Linked DNA regions of Mus musculus: regions 2 and 3 are each linked to region 1. Evidence: chromatin contacts called from public ChIA-PET and Hi-C data. All regions are on one chromosome and are shown on one strand. The core of a region is the stretch at or near the end of the contact, and the rest is flanking DNA. Distances in the headings are between cores, read along the strand shown. Region 1 overlaps Txnrd1 (thioredoxin reductase 1). Region 2 overlaps Glt8d2 (glycosyltransferase 8 domain containing 2). Region 3 overlaps Chst11 (carbohydrate sulfotransferase 11).

What was found. Hi-C and Micro-C count contacts between places; a contact is called where the count stands out from the background. ChIA-PET counts read pairs in DNA pulled down with a chosen protein or histone mark.
Region 2: a contact with region 1 is called in a Hi-C map of Th1 cells, with 3 times the contacts expected there. The contact joins two enhancer-like sites. A contact is called at or near these places in 1 of 15 datasets of contacts at CTCF or cohesin (large pre-B cells), 21 of 484 Hi-C or Micro-C datasets (the AML12 cell line, B cells, the C2C12 cell line and 14 more), 7 of 115 datasets of contacts at active chromatin or transcription factors (CD8 T cells, T-cell acute lymphoblastic leukemia, cardiomyocytes and 4 more) and 3 of 9 other capture datasets (adipose tissue, embryonic stem cells and liver).
Region 3: a contact with region 1 is called in an RNA polymerase II ChIA-PET map of memory CD8 T cells, with 19 read pairs. The contact joins two enhancer-like sites. A contact is called at or near these places in 1 of 115 datasets of contacts at active chromatin or transcription factors (memory CD8 T cells) and 1 of 9 other capture datasets (adipose tissue).

Annotation. Positions count from the first base shown.
Region 1 is chr10:82,885,967-82,889,050 of GRCm38.p6, forward strand. Txnrd1 (thioredoxin reductase 1) reads left to right here. Exons shown (of 15, transcript NM_001042513.1): 13 at 1,207-1,302. Among named protein-coding and RNA genes, the nearest start is that of Eid3, 21 kb to the left of the region's middle. Within about 2 kb of position 1,550, at least 30 of the 459 cell types and tissues checked have an H3K27ac peak or open chromatin away from gene starts, as enhancers often do. A contact at or near this core is called in CD8 T cells, the G1E-ER4 cell line, T-cell acute lymphoblastic leukemia and 2 more, where this site is marked.
Region 2 is chr10:82,661,260-82,664,343 of GRCm38.p6, forward strand. Glt8d2 (glycosyltransferase 8 domain containing 2) reads right to left here. Exons shown (of 10, transcript NM_029102.3): 5 at 907-1,024. Among named protein-coding and RNA genes, the nearest start is that of Glt8d2, 28 kb to the right of the region's middle. Within about 2 kb of position 1,407, at least 71 of the 459 cell types and tissues checked have an H3K27ac peak or open chromatin away from gene starts, as enhancers often do. A contact at or near this core is called in CD8 T cells, the G1E-ER4 cell line, T-cell acute lymphoblastic leukemia and 2 more, where this site is marked.
Region 3 is chr10:83,099,660-83,102,743 of GRCm38.p6, forward strand. The region is part of intron 2 of Chst11 (carbohydrate sulfotransferase 11); the gene reads left to right. Among named protein-coding and RNA genes, the nearest start is that of Chst11, 120 kb to the left of the region's middle. Within about 2 kb of position 1,457, at least 49 of the 459 cell types and tissues checked have an H3K27ac peak or open chromatin away from gene starts, as enhancers often do. A contact at or near this core is called in memory CD8 T cells, where this site is marked.

The sequences.
Region 1 (3,084 bases), core at 300-2,799:
ATATTATGTTATACATATAATAGTAGTCTTCTTTGATATCCTTGTGGGACAAACAGACCTGCACAAATGTTACCTCTCCAAGTTTTTTTGGTAAGTATTTTTATCTTAAGGTTATTAGTAAGCAAGTCGTGTTCATACAGAAAGACTGAATTTTCTTACTTTGCTTTGCTACTTTCCTTACAAAAGTGAGACATTTTGAAAAACCCAATTAAAGAAGCAGGAATCAACTACTCACAGATGCTGTCTGTAGTGTAGCCATTTGGAAGGCTTTCCTTGGTCTTTCCCTAAGTAATTTTACATGCGTTAGACTTTTGTATCAGAGCACTGATGTGGGTCCCCAGAGGAGGAAATAGTCTTGCTTGTCATGCCCAAGACACATCAAACAGAGCCCCTGTCTTCTGGCTCCCCTGCACCTCTCTCCCTCCTCCTGTGCTGTCTGGTAAGGTTCCTGGAGGAACTTTCTGGAAGCAGGAAGAAGCACCAGCTAGCTGGTTGTTAGAGCTGCCCCTGCTATGTACAGCTCTCATTCCTCTGAGCCAGTGACTCTCAGCCTTCCTAAAGCTATGACCCTTCAGTTCAGTTCGTCATGTTGTCGTGACTCCCCCACCCCCATAAAATTATTTCAGTTTTACTTCATAACTGTAATTTTGCTACTGTTAGAAATCATAATGTAACTGTCTGATATAGAGGACATCTAAGAGTCAGCCCCCAAAGGCAACCCACAGGGTGAGAAACACTGACCTACACTAACCAGGAGGTCACTTTGTATTTTTTGTTTCTTTTCTTTTTCTTGTTCTGAAACATTAATATGTCTATTCTGTCGCTCTGGCTATCTTAGAACTCCCTGTGTAGACCAGGCTGGCCTCAAACTCAGATCCACCTGCTTCCGCTTTAATCCCAAGTGCTGGAGTTAAAGGCGTGCACCACCACCGCCCGCTTGTTGTCTTATGTAAGACAGTAATTTTGTGGCTTCTTTCTTGATTTTCTTGGTCATTTTGTTATATTACTTAAGGTTTACTAATCATGTTGAACTAAGATTAGTCAAAGGGGTCTTGACAACAAAGTTCCAAGTTATTTGTCTTTTGATGAAGTCAGTTTATTCTGTGAACTTTATCAGCAGCGCTAATTATTGAAGTACCTCCACACCTACTGCTGGGCAACATCCCACATAAGGAAACAAGTCTGACCTGTGCTTGTGTCTTCCAGGTTTACCATAGTTTCTTTTGGCCATTGGAATGGACAGTCCCATCCCGGGATAACAACAAATGTTATGCAAAAATAATCTGCAACCTTAAAGACGATGTAAGTGCGGCGACGGGTCTTTGTGGAGATGTGTAGCTTTTGACCATGAATGTTAGGATTCCAGCCATTGGTGTCCACAGCACCAGGGGCAGCATCTTAGGCAAGGGTCTGGGCTCTCCTGCCTGCTGCCTTGCCTGTTCATCTTTCCTGGTCCGGGGCCCCGCTGCAGGCAGGCAGAACACACGTAGGTAAAGGAAGTCAGGGGACACTTGAAGCTTCTCTGTGTTGATGAGTGGAGAGTCATGAAGTCCTCAGCTACCTTTTAAAAAACCACAAGCAAACCCAACCCCGGATGCTCTGCTTTGATCCTCTGCGCTGGTGGGAAGAGCTCAGACTTGGCTGGGCTCCAGATTGAGATGTACCCACTGCTACACTAGTGACCAAGCCCGAGGGCAAACTCCTGCCTCCCAGGTATTCCAGACCCATAGTGAGAGAGATGGACTACCTTAGCAGTTTTCAAACTTACTTGACTGTTGCCACACAGTAAGAAATACATTTTATATTATATTCCAGAACACGTGTCCATACACACATACTCTTTCTTCTTTCTTTCTTTCTTTCGCTCTCTCTCTCTCTCTCTCTCTCTCTCTCTCTCTCTCTCTTTCTTTCTTCCTTCCTTCCCTCCCTCCCTCCCTCCCTCCCTCCTTCCCTCCCTCCCTCCCTCCCTCCTTCTCTCTCTCTCTTTCTTTCTTTCAAGATTTATTTATTTATTTATTTATTTATTTATTTATTTATTTATTTATTTAATGTATATGAGTGCACTGTAGCTGTACAGATGGTTGTGAGCCTTCACGTGGCTGTTGGGAATTGAATTTAGGACCTCTGTTCGCTCTGGTCTGCCCGCTTGCTCAGTCCCTGCTTGCTCCAGCCCAAAGATGCACCAGAAGAGGGCGTCAGATTTCATTTGGGTGGTTGTGAGCCACCATGTGGTTGCTAGGATTTGAACTCAGGACCTTTGGAAGCAGTCAGTACTCTTAACCTCTGAGCCATCTCTCCAGCCCCATATTCTCATTCAATATTGTACCAGAAACTGAATTTTTTCAATGTATTCAGCATATTGACCTTAAAAATCCCTTCAGGGAAAATATGAATAAAGCCAAAGCCTTACATCAAACACACAAAGAACTTGGTTAGATTATTAAAACAATCTCAGGGTTTGTCTGTAATGACATACTTTGTTTAAAAATTGTTTTAGATGAGAAAGATTTTTTTTAGAACCCAGAAGGTTTCAGGACACTGCCTTAGGTGTAAAGTTATCACTGAGGCAGATGTTCGGTGAATGAATCGATCAGGGTAACCCCTCGTGAACTGTGCACTGACATAAGGATCAATGGCGTATCACTCTCTCTATCTCTTTGGACATAGCTTTATTAAAGCATGATGTAGCCAAGTATCATCTGACTTCACAGTGACCGAGTGTCCTTGGTTTTAAACAGAGCTCAGTGGTCTACGTGTAAATCACACTCACACACATGGAAGTACTTCCTGCTCCCTGCTCGGGTCAGTGAACACCAGCCTGTAAGAGATCAGCAGTGCAGATACGGTTCACAGCAGCTCTGGTCTGGAACACTTGCTCCCGCACTGTTGAGAATCTCGTTTAATCTGTGCTGAGGGGGCGCCTCTGTGACCACTGATAATTGCTATCTGCTTGTTCTGCCCATTCTGTGACTGAGGAAACTGAGTCCAGTCTAGTAGAGCTATTAGATCCCGGCCCGTGTCACAGCCATGCCAGTGACAGTCACTTCCTGCCTCTATTGTCTTTCTACTGTCTTATGTTTTTAT
Region 2 (3,084 bases), core at 157-2,656, 220 kb before region 1:
TTGTAGGGTTTTCATTAGTGGTGTTCAATTATCATAAGCAACTGACAGTAAGTGACTGAGATTAGGAAAGAGTGGTGTCACAGACAGAGGCTTTAGAAGCTAATTAGAAAGGAAGGATTTAAATAAACTGCATATAGCAGGTGGCTAGTCTCTACAAAATTGCCATTAGGAACTGCTCTTGGACTGAAAAGATGGTTCAGCGGGTAAACATGAGGAACTGAGTTCGAATCCCCAGTACCTACATGAACAGATGAGTGAAGCACACTTATCTGAACCCCCAGTGCTGGGGATGACAAGTTGGGACTGGAAGGAGGGGTGAGGAACTAGGGGGACACTGGAGAAAGGCTTGCTTGGGCTCACTGACACATAAGCATATAACACACACACACACAACTGTTCTTTATGAAGGACACTTCATATGTGTGGGCACTCTTGCAAGAAAAATGACCCCTAGCACTAGGAAAAGGACTGGCTTCTCCTCAAACATGTGGCCAACACCAAGGCACATAGCTGTCGTGCTGCTGGCTTTCCTTGGCTTCCGGAAGAATCAGAGCTAACCAACGATTAAGCAAAGAAGTTACAAGAGCAGAGGTGTTTTGGATGATTTTGCTGACCTCACGACTCCGCCTACCTCCAGCTCCCAACTGTAGCCCTCCTTCACGCACACATACGTAGTCTCCATTTTTATGCCTCGATTCTTTTCAGTAGCTTCATTATGCTTATATAAACCCTAGCTTTCCTGGAGCAGGTGGCTGCTGAGTTAAAAATAAGCAGAGCTTCATGGAGATCTAGCACACTTGGGACTGAAATATCCTATGTGCACATCAGATGGCTAGAGCTCTACAGGGAATGTGGATGCAGGACTGTCCCTACTGTCCCCACTGTGTGCATGACTTGTATACTCACGGGCTGGAGCAGCTCAGGCCTCGATGAGTCTGGTCTAATCTTCCCCTTGAGGACTGTAGGATTGAACTCCACAATTTTGAAGTTTATTTCTCTCAGTTTAGAATGTTCGATCCATTTTCTAAAGAGATAACAGAAAACTTCAGGTACACGTTTCGAATCTTTCCTGAATTTAATCTGCATATCCTTCCCGGGGCTCGTCTGCTCCGGGAAAGTTACAGTTAAGTATATGTAGGCATCGTTTCCACGTTATAAAGCCTTCTGATTGCTTCGCCATCTGGCCTCACTTCCAATATCTCCTCCTCCCCACCCTCAATCTCATAACTCATTCTGCAAAGGAAATGAACAAGGTAGTAATAACTGAGTTGAGTCCTACATCCAAAAATCCACAGGAAACTAGAACAACAAGATGGGGTCCTTTCTCGGCAAGTAGCAGCTGCACTCACCAGACCAACTGCCACATGCTACTGCTGAGACACTGTGGCGGGTGTGTGTGTGTGTGTTTGTGTGCCCAGCCTCTGACAGTCTTCCGTTCCCTCCCCCTCTGTCTCTCACCCCTCCTCCTCCCCCCTTCAGCCTGTCTTTCTTCCTCCACCACCCTCTCCCCTTCAGCACTCAGTCTCACAGGGTGTCTATCTTTCATCTGATTCATTATGACATTCCTGGTAGAAATCGTCTCCAAAGTTGGCGGGCCACTCAAGCCACAGATGGCAACATTTGCAGCTGATTGCAAATTGGCAGGAAAGGGCTAGGGGTAGGTAGCTTGGTGGCAGAGCTCTTACTATTGCTTGGGGGAATGTGGTAGTTGCCACAGAAGTATGTTTGCTTGTGGCTATCTACAGAGATGGACTGTGGGTTCATACCTTCTGCTTTTATATTTTGGCTCAATGAGAACAGGTTTCAAAATATTTAAACACTGGGGGAGGAGAAACCAGCTAGAACTAAAGACACCCACTTTGTTGACTGTATTGCTATGAATTGTGTGATCTATTCTCTTTTGACTGGGTCGATTGATTAGTTGGCTGGTTGATTACTTGGCTGGTGTCTTAGTTAGGGTTTTACTGTTGTGAACAGACACCATGACCAAGGCAAGTCTTATAAAAAACATTTAACTGGGGCTGGCTTACAGGTTCAGAGGTTCAGTCCATTATCATCAAGGTGCATGGCAGCATCCAGGCAGGCATGGCACAGGCAGAGCTGAGAGTTCTACATCTCCACCCAAAGGCTGCTAGTGGAAGACTGACTTCCAGGCAACTAGGGTGAGGATCTTATGCCCACACCCACAGTAACACACGTACTCCAACCAGGTCACACCTATTCCAACAAGGCCACACCTACAAATGAGGCCACTCCCTGGTCCAAGAATATACAAACCATGACAGCTGGTTAGTTAGTTGGCTGGTTAGTTAGTTGGCCAGTTAGTTGGTTGGTTATTTGACTAGTTTGTTTATTTGGGATAAGGTCTCACCACGAAGCCTAGTCTGCTCTCTAATTTGCAACCTTTCTTCCCCAGCTTGTTCAGGAGTACAGGTGCTGGCTCTTGGTGGTGCTATTTTTACAGAGCTGTGGATGGAATCCTGGGCCTTAGTGTCCATTCATATTTTATATTCATTTTCCTACGAGGCTTACGTTTTTTTAAAATGTTTGCAACAGTTCTTCATTATAAGCCATTCTTCTTACTAATCTATTTTAGAGCTAATTCCATTCGCTGTTCTTCATTATCCAGAAGTTCTTGTGTTACACTGGCAAGTCCATCAGCTTTTTTTTTCCCCTCCTAATTCCTGGGCTCAGGGAGGTACTGTCCAGACCAAGATCACACAGCTATCCTGTATTTCTAAAACACATTTAAATTTTGATTTTTCAGTTGTTTTCCTTTTACTCTAACTCCTATTCATTTTTTAGTATGACATGTTATAGAAAAAACCAGCTCCAAATTATAATATGATCTACAGATTTTAATTACTGTAAGTTTGTAGTTCAAATATCACAGGTCACGCTTGGTTCAATGGGAGAGCATGTGCTTAATCTCTGTGGAAGCGTGGATTAAGTCTCTAGCACCTCTCCCCAAAATACAGTTAGTGAGGATGCTTAAGAAATAATAACAATCCATTAAGAAAATAGAGGGGGTGCTAGAAAGATGGCTCAGTGGTTAAGAGCACTGACTGCTCTTCCAGGGGTTCT
Region 3 (3,084 bases), core at 207-2,706, 210 kb after region 1:
TACATTTTAATCAGATGTTTTATCCAGCCCAAGGCTCTCAAAATATCATTTCTACCTGTCATTGGTAAAAAAACAAACAAACAAACAAAAAACCAAAGGGAGTCTGTGTTCTGATTTCCTTACGCTGTCTGGAATCAATTTTGTGTACTGGACCATGTGGCCATTGAAGTGACATCACTGTCATTGCTTACTGGTGTGTCCCTGGGTCATTTGCACTGGCTTCTTGAGGTAAAGAGCCCTCTAGAGGAAAGGGACTGTGTCTTGTGTGTCTGGAACCTAGCTGGCTTCCTAGCTAGGCATTGGCAGGGACTCTTCAGTGTGCATTGAATTAGGTACCTTTCTCATTTATTCTAATAATTTAGGAGATACTGCCTATCAAGCGGCCACCGAAGGCATGGTGGCTGGAGGTACCACTGGCTCATAACATCTGGGTGTCAGACAGAAAGCGGGGATAGTTTGGCTGGAAACCCTGCCAGACTGCACTTCGAGACCTGTCTTCTGAAAACTACTCGCTTCCTCCAGTGAGGCCCCATCTCTTAAAACTCCCACAGACACCCCACCCCCCAAAATAGTACCACCAGCTGGGAACCAAGTACCCAAATTCAGGAGCCTACTGTGGACATTTCACATTCAAAATCTAATATGAGGTATTGAGGTTCTGAACACAGCTGCTTTTTCCTGGGTCCTGTGAGCTCAGCATGTGACCAGACACATGTGTCTTAGTTAGGGTCACTATTGCTATGATGAGACGCCATAACCAAAGCAACTTGGGGAGGAAGGGGTTTATTCAGCTTATGCTTCCATATCACAGTTCATCATCAAAGGAAATCAGGACAGAAAATCAAGCAGAGCAGGAACCTAGAGGCAGGAGCTGATGCAGAGGCCATGGAGGGCACTGCTAACTGCCTTGCTTCCCATGGCTTGCTCAGCCTGCTTTCTTACAGAACCCAGGACCACCAGGAACAAAGGCTGGTCCCTCCAGCATCAATCGCTAATTAAGAAAATGCCCTACAGGCTTGCCTATGGCTGGGTCTTAGAGAGGCAGTTTCTCATTTGAGGCTCCCCTTCCCTGACAACTCTAGCTTGTGTCAAATTGATATAAAACTAGCCAGGGCTCTGGGGTTCAGGGAAGAAGAGTCCCTCTGCACTGGGGCTGGGGCCTGTGCATGACCCTCTAAGAGCCTAAGTGCAGGCTGGAAAAGAATGAGTACCTGGGGTGTGACAGCCCTCGCTGTGCCCTTCCTACCAGCCACCCAGCCACGATGACAGGTCTTCCACAGCACAGTTTAACTGAAGGTGAGGGCATTGGAGCCCAGGTTCTAACTCCATCGGGCTCTAACTCTTCCTGTCACTGGCAGGACCAGACCACCTGAGAGGGAATTCAGGATCTCGGGGGCGGTGCCGGGGCCGGGGCTTTGATTTCCTCATCTGGAAACCGGAAATGAATTACTTAACCTCAGTTAACCACACTGTGTCACACAGCAGTTAAGACTTGGTAAAGCCAGATGCCCCTGGTAAGGGAATTCGGGGTACTCTTTTTAATCTCCCTGAGCCCCAGTTTCTTAATCTGTAAAGTGTGTGTGTGTGTCTCTGTGTGTGTGTGTTAGGGGTGCTGTCAGTTTCTAGATCTCTGAGTTGTTCCAAAATGGAATGAGCTGATTTCTTTGAAGTCCTCAGAACAATAGCATAACATACAGCCAAGTTTAGCAGCCAGTATTTTTTTTTTAACTTTAAAGTCTTCCCATAGGGTCCTCAGAATACCTCTGTCCCCAGTGGGTGGATTCAGGGAAAAAAATGGGAGAGGGAGCCTACAAGTACAGTCCCCCTTCCTGGCTTGGCTAACTCTCCCTCAGACTCACACAGGCACTTTGTTGAGCTAGACTGAGCACTCCCAAGCCAAGAGTGTGTTTGCGGAGGCTAGAGACAATGTCTGACTCAGGGAAGTTGCAGGAAGCTAGCACTTCTATGGGTTTGGAACTTTTTTTTGTTTCCTAAAATAAAAATAAAAATGTTAGGCAGCTGTTTTTAGATGTTCCTTTTTTGAGCATTCCCGGCCCAGACATAGTAACCATGTGTAAGTTTCTTTTTGGTTCATGTTCCTTGCCCACAAGGGCCTATTTCCGTGTTCTGCTTGTTCTTCAGATGTCAATGGAGGTGGTTTGGCAGCCATCTTCCATTCTGGTAAAGCCCTACCAGTACTGGTGTTGGCAGAGTGGTGCTGATGGAGAGTTCTGGGTCTGTCCCCTCATTAACAGGAGGGACCTGCCAGTGAGAGCAAGCCCGAGCAGGCTGCAGGCAGGCCAGGCCTTGAGCTGTCCATCCAGAGAGGGTCTGTGGCCCTGGTTAGTAATGGGTTCACTGGGCTTCTGTTGGTGAGAGCGCTGGCTCTGTATAAGCTGTGCATAGTTGCTAGCTGAGCGAATGAGCGGCAAGGCTAACTCACACAGACAAGGCACAAAGCCCTGGGTTTGCTTCCCAATTCTGCAGGAACGACAGCATGGTGGTACAGACTTGTAATCGCAGCCCTTGGGAGGGGAAAGCAAAGGGTTCAGAAATGGAAAGTTATCATTGTGGAACCTGAGGCCAGCCTAGGCTACAGGAGACCCCGTGTCTAAACAAACAAGGTCCAGGGAGACGCTTGGTTGGGCAGTGTTTGCCACACAAGCATGAGGGACCTGAATTCAGATCCCTATCACATTGATTTTAAGAAGGGGGTTAAAAAGAAAGCTGGCGTTTCGTGTGTCTTGTGGTGTCGTAGGTGTGGGGTTTGGTGTGGTGCCCTGTGTTGCAATCCCAGCATCGGGGAGGTAGGCAAACAAGGATTCCCGCACCTCACTGGCCTGTAGTCCTACAGAATCTGTGAGCTTCAGGTTCGATGAAAGCCCTGAGGCTAAATAAGGTAAAGAATTCCAGAGGAAGGTACCTGATAGCAACCACCAGACACACACACACACACACACACACACACACACACACACACACACCATAAACCAAACAGAACGTCCATTTGTTCCTCTGGAGAGAAAAGTGAAACACAGAGACCCATGGGTTTTGTCAATGGGACATTTCTAGTTTCTCCTTCAA